Linked DNA regions of Drosophila melanogaster: region 2 is linked to region 1. A link is a contact called in public HiChIP or PLAC-seq data. All regions are on one chromosome and are shown on one strand. The core of a region is the stretch at or near the end of the contact, and the rest is flanking DNA. Distances in the headings are between cores, read along the strand shown. Region 1 overlaps Lrch (Leucine-rich-repeats and calponin homology domain protein). Region 2 holds the start of kel (kelch).

Region 1 (3,006 bases), core at 97-2,596:
CGACACCTGCTCAATTCTGCTTTCACTGGCAATTTTCCAAGAGTTTCCACTCTATTTCCCCGCTCATTCCCCCCTTTTTTTTCTGGCCCCAGCTGGCTTTTGGCCAACTTCAACGCAATGCGACAGGCGAAAATTTGTCTTTTACGTCTCGCACAATAAATCAAATTGTTTGACACGCCGAAAAAATGCAAAGTGCCATCATTGTTTTGTTTGCCTCTCTTAATACTCGCGTTACTTTTTAATTTTCATTTTTATTTGCCCGCCTGAGGCTCACCAAACCATAATGTCATAAATACTGCAGAAATTGTCCTCGGACCACGCAGGCATTTCATCCAACCTAAAAAAAAAATAGGGTGCGCCTGGGGATTCGAAACAAACATGGATTCGAGCAACGCCCAAAGTCAACTTTGCCAACTTCGGCGCACGCATGGCAATGGAGCAATTTGATGATGTAAGTGGAGCAGGGAACGTCTCGGTTATGACGCTCCTTGGAGGTAATGGGGATTCAAGCAATTGCATTTGCATAAATTCCTCTAGAAAACTGAATAAGCGCGTGGAAATTAAAGGTAAATGACAGCAATGTCGATTTAGTCATTTCTTAGTTCAGACCACCCATATTGAACTGCCTATTTTCATACATACGTAGCAGCTGATTGTTGCAATATATTTACAGTTTTATGATTGAAGGGATTAGGCCATAAAATGATAGATATGAGGATAAAGATATGGTATATGGTATACGGTATCAGTTTGATAAGGAACCTACTTTGATAAGCTTTGTTAAATGATATTTCAATATTTCAAAAACCTATCAAGAGGATCGATGAGTGTGGATTTCTAAAAATAAGTAATATAAATATAATTTCTTGCTACTGAAACTCTCAACCTTAAAAGTTCATATCCAAACATACCCCGGAGCTGGTAAAAAAGTTTATACCACACAAAAATAACCCCCCATGTGGCAGACATTGAGTGGCATTTCCATTTTGAAGGGCGTGGGCCCAAACCGGAAGAAGCAAAAAATTAAATTGATGGCGCTCCAACTGTATTGGCAAATGGAGCTTTATATCGTTGCCCTCAGCTGTTTCGTTTTTGGTAACGTTTTGGTCTAGCCATGTGGGCGGCGGATTCTCCACCAGGCTAGAATGGACCTGGAGCACGTTACCCATACCGTCGCTACTTTATTTGGCTTGCGTGGTATTTTATTTTGACTTTGCCGAATATGAATATGTATATGGATGTGGAAGCCTCTGCATGTCTGTACATTGATATTGACTGACCATTATGAAAACGAAGGGGCACAAACGGGCACAGTGGATTCTATTGATGGATTTATTGAAATTAATTTGTCTGAGTGTTATTGCTAAATTGGTGGGCCTTAAGTGGGGCGATGGGAATATGAATCATTATGCATAGGGCAGGAGAAAATTATTGGGTGCTCTGCAAACATATGCTGGAACAGGAAGCAAACTATATATATTTACATAACTGGGAGCCACACATAAATGCTGATAAGCCACTAAACCAATATTCACATTCCTTAAACTTTTTTTTTATCGCATAACATTTTCCCAGAATCAAAACATAGGCAATTCTTTTAGACTCGAAACCCCAAACGAGCCACTTAGCAATAAAGTTTTGTTTATTTATATTACACTCTGTGGAATTGTATTGAAAACCACTTGAGAAGCACTCTCATATATAGGGCAATGTCCCAACTATGTATGTGCGCACATCGAACTAATCAAAAAAAATAATATGGAAAATCGCATTGGGCTCTTGCCCCATCGATTGATTACTTTTTGATATTGAAAGCTGGAAGCACTCAAAACACAGATACACACATGTTTAGATAGATAGATACCGATTTTAATTCCCAACACAAACACACACGCCTACTTCCCTAGAAAATTGTGTTCTGTTCCACTTTGTTTATTTTAGACACTGCAATTTCGCGCAGCATTTCTTCTTCATCGCCGGTCTGTTCTTTATGCCCATTTAATCACAGAGCAAACATTGGAAATCTGTGTTGGCCAAGTGTAAACATCCAGGAAAACAAATATTTAACAAATATTTGGAAGCAGCTATGAATTCGTTGTTTTTCTTGCTGCTGCTGATTAATGTTTTTCTTCCAAATTCAAAGTGTAACAGCTGTGTTTTTCTAAGTCACAAACAAACAAGGGAATAAAAGGTTTTCCTCACAGTATTACCTCGTACGTAAAAGACTCTTGATATTTTGACATTTTATTTTTTACCATTTTGATTGAGCACATTTAACATACTAAATATGGGTTTTCGGTAATTATAAAATATTCCCAATAGATATAGCTAATAATCCATTACAGCGCGTGCCCACTGTAAGCAATGCTTGTAATCAGATCTATCTTTTGTTCTCTTAGATTCTCTTTTATGAGCGCGTGCTGTGCACAGCAATTAAGAAACTAGAAACGTTGGCCCGTCGCCTGTTAAATAATGCTTACATTTATAAATTAATGGAAATGACTCAATGCATAATTCGCGGTTATCTGTGTCAAGTTTGTACTGCCCTCAATTTGCTAAGATATGTACATAGATGCATACATATATATAAATAAATACGAACATATACATACAGCTACATAAGTCGTTCAACTGCAGATAAGCAAGCGTGGAGACAAGCAAATTGCATTTATCGCTGAAATAATAATGTTATTTTTAAACCGCAATAAGCAGAATGAGGGTGCATTTAAAAATGGATATAATATAAGGGGTACGTCGTGATCCATATGCAATGGCCAGGAATTGTGTATGTACACATGTAGTTTCTATTCATTGAATAATTTGTTTACCAAGAAGCTTTCAACGAGGCATAATATTAGTGTGGGAAAGCCAATTCCAAAATATTCCCAGTAACTTTTGGCACTTTCCACCTAAAATACGAAATATTTCTGTGGGAAGGTTGCCTTTGAAATGAAGATAGTGTTTTTTGATCAATAGTCAGTAATACATTTCCTTTGACATATCAAT
Region 2 (3,193 bases), core at 77-2,576, 760 kb after region 1:
AATATTAGCAACGGCCAGATAAACAAAGCGAACTGCGCAAATATGCGAGAGACGATCATCTGACATTTTCAGAGATTTTATTTTCGCATCTTGGCCCAAATCTCAAAGCTCGAGAGCCAGTCGGTCCACCTGTTCCCGTCGAACACGCAGGGATTGAATCATGCGCCTTTGTCCGGGAACAGAGGAGATGAGTTTATAATAGAGTGTAGTTAGCACAGTTCTATTTATATTAAGTTGAGGTAGGTCGTCATATTTAACAACTGAAAGTTTTAGTGGTAGAAACTCAGATCAGCTTGTTTTGTCAAGGAAATAGTAACTGGGAAATAGCTGACACCTTTTTAGAACCTGAACGAACGTTCAGCTGGTTTGCTGTTGAGCAAACAAATGACATTTGAAACATTTTTCGAACCGTTGTAGGTGTGCTTATTTACATAATCAGGCTATAAAATCACATAGATCTAATTCTGCATATCATTAAAAGTCCTATGTGGGTGCTGTGTGTTCTATTCTCCAGGGCAGGTACAAAATAACCAATGTTCTACCTAAGGTTTTTAAAACCTCTCACAGGTAGGAATTAGGATATAATACTATTTGTGGATCTAAATATACTGCCTTAAGGTCTTTAGAAACCCTGGCTACTTCTTTATGATGCTTAAGGACTTAACCAAATTTTATAGTCGTACGAACTGATCCTTCGACAGGATCTCGTGCCATCCTTACTTTCTCATCTCGTTCATGGCGTCGAAGGAGCGCGCCGTATGCTGTTCATTGCTGTACTGCCCCACAGTGCCGCGCTCCTTGCCATTTGGCCGCTGGACGTGCTTCTGGGAGCTCTCGTCCAGGGAGTTCTGGCTGGCGTAGCGCAGAAGGCAGCTGCCCCGCTCCAGGCCACTTCCCTCGGCGGCGGGATTCTGATGGTGGTGGTGCTGCTGCTGTTGCTGCTGCAGCAGGCGGTTGCGCTGCTGCATGGCTGCCACGCCCACTGCGGCACCTAGTCCGGGCGGTGGCGCCACGAACTCCGCTCCCGCTCCGCCTTCATTCTGTGCTGGTTGTTGTGGGTTCTGACCCTGTTGTTGTTGCTGCTGCTGCTGGTTGTTGTTGTTGCTGTTGCCATTGCTTAGGTTGCTCATAATACCGATCGTATATTTGGTTAGCAGCGCACTCAGAGCTATCATCCGAAACGGATCGGAAACGGAAGTCGCAGCGAATCGAAGGTGCCTCGCCTGGTCCGAAAAAACAAACCGAGGTGGTGAAAAATTGTACACTTTTTGGACGCGACCAGAGCAGTGTGACCAGCCTCGGGTTGGTCGCAAGTTACCACTAGCGATGAATACTCATCGATAGTCCGATAGGCATTTTCAACCAGTTCTCACTGAGCTGGCTTTGTTTCCAACTATAAAATTAATGATAAAGTCATTTAATTTTTGAATTTTTGTAATTCACTTGAATTACATCTTAAATATGACCTCTCCCCTTTAATTTTTATTTATACGTACGTTTCAAAAAGTGTGATTTTTAAATTGATATACAAACTAATATTCCACATTTACCTAAACTTAAAAAAAGCATACCTAATTCATCTTATAAAAATATATAAATAAAATTGCAAAAAGATTACAAATATGCGACACAGAATTCATTAAGATTGCATATTCGAATTCCATAAAAGAAAGTAAAAAAGGTTTAGTTCAGCATAATCTTGATAGAATATCTATAGATATTTTATAGATATAAAATAAAATAAATAGAAATCTATAGATTTTAGTTGATTACTCTCATTTTATAAAGAATTCACGACTTTATAATGAAAATAACGAATGAGTTAAACATTCATTTGTTAAAGATATTAAAATACATCAATCATTTGGGTTGATTATGATTCCACACTTCTGATTCAAAACACACTTTGAGATTTTTTCTAATATCTTGATCAACTTTATTTGTTTGACTCTTTTTTCGATTTTGTTTTTGAATATTGATACGCATGCTCATCAACATGTGAGATATGTAAAATACATTAAATAGGTATTGGAAACAACTGCTTATTGAATGTTTACGAATAACAGCAACCACCTAGGTAGGAATACATGATTTATAATTCATTATATTAATATAGCTACAGCTTAATGCGAAAATCGGTAGTATTTACAAATGCTCTACACGTGTACAACTGACGGGTTTTTTCTTTTTAAACAAAGCACTCGCTTGCGAACGAAATCACTTCGAATAAATAAATAAAGTATATTCATAAATAGGCGAAAATTACATTTGGAAATTTGGCTAATGAGAGAGTTTTACACTAACTAAGCTGCATTCGTATCTCGTATTTACACGTAACAGTAACACATCATTTAGATTCCATACTTCAAATAAATACAATGAAATATTACAAGAATACCAGCGATTACGAAAAGCTCGATTGGCCCTTCTTTTTGCAATACTTATGTGTGTAGGAGAGAGGGTTGCTTTAGATAATAATACTTAGTTTATAGTACAATTAGCTAACTGCGATTTCGATTCTACATTCTACCAGCTCGCTTTCAAGAGTGCCACAACTCAAAAATCCGTCCGAGCTGCATTCCAATAGGTGAGATATATATGGTGAACATTTGGTTTTTGATCCATGACAGTCTTGTAGTAGCGAGCTAGCGATTTTGTTATGTGGCTTCGCGTTTGATCTTTTAACTTATGGTGGCGGCACACGCTGCACTGGGATTGTCTCAGTTTGAGTTTTGGTTTCTGGGTTCTGTTTGCCCCTCCGTCCACGTCCTGATCCTCAGGAGGAGTTGGAGTGACGCTCCGGCGTGGCGACAGTCTTCTGGTAGCAATTCAGATTGGCCGACATCCGACCAAAGGCGGCTGCCATGCGGTTGGGCAGCCTGCTGAGGTGCTCCTGAAGATTGGACGATCTGGATGAGGACGGAGCCGATGGGCCCGACGCCGTGGTGACCTGCTGCAGCTGGGCCACCACCTCGGCGTGCTGAACGTAGGAGACCCGTATGTTGACCCCCTCGTCGTCGTCCTCGTCCACCTCGCTGCCGCTCTCCACGTCCTCGTAGTAGGTGAAGCCCACCTGCTGCTCCTCCCGCTATACATTGCCGTAGTACGGCATCGGGGTGTTCTGGTCGATGGGCTTGACGCGCAGCTTCTGCTTGTAGTGATACTCCTTAAGGTAGCTCTTCAGCCGACCGGG

What was found. HiChIP or PLAC-seq counts read pairs in DNA pulled down with a chosen protein or histone mark.
Region 2: a POLR2A S2P HiChIP or PLAC-seq map of the Kc167 cell line shows a contact between it and region 1, with 9 times the contacts expected there. The contact joins the promoter of kel here to the enhancer-like site in region 1. A contact is called at or near these places in 5 of 107 Hi-C or Micro-C datasets (the Kc167 cell line, embryo and wing imaginal disc) and 2 of 6 datasets of contacts at active chromatin or transcription factors (both in the Kc167 cell line).

Annotation. Positions count from the first base shown.
Region 1 is chr2L:17,376,810-17,379,815 of dm6, forward strand. The region is part of intron 1 of Lrch (Leucine-rich-repeats and calponin homology domain protein); the gene reads right to left. Among named protein-coding and RNA genes, the nearest start is that of Lrch, 5.8 kb to the right of the region's middle. Within about 2 kb of position 1,347, at least 21 of the 39 cell types and tissues checked have an H3K27ac peak or open chromatin away from gene starts, as enhancers often do. A contact at or near this core is called in the Kc167 cell line and wing imaginal disc, where this site is marked.
Region 2 is chr2L:18,136,757-18,139,949 of dm6, forward strand. kel (kelch) reads right to left here and starts at 1,327. Exons shown (of 6, transcript NM_165242.2): 1 at 721-1,327. The coding sequence starts at 1,175. It overlaps Socs36E (Suppressor of cytokine signaling at 36E), which reads right to left. Exons shown (of 4, transcript NM_165243.3): 4 at 1,919-3,193. The coding sequence ends at 3,089.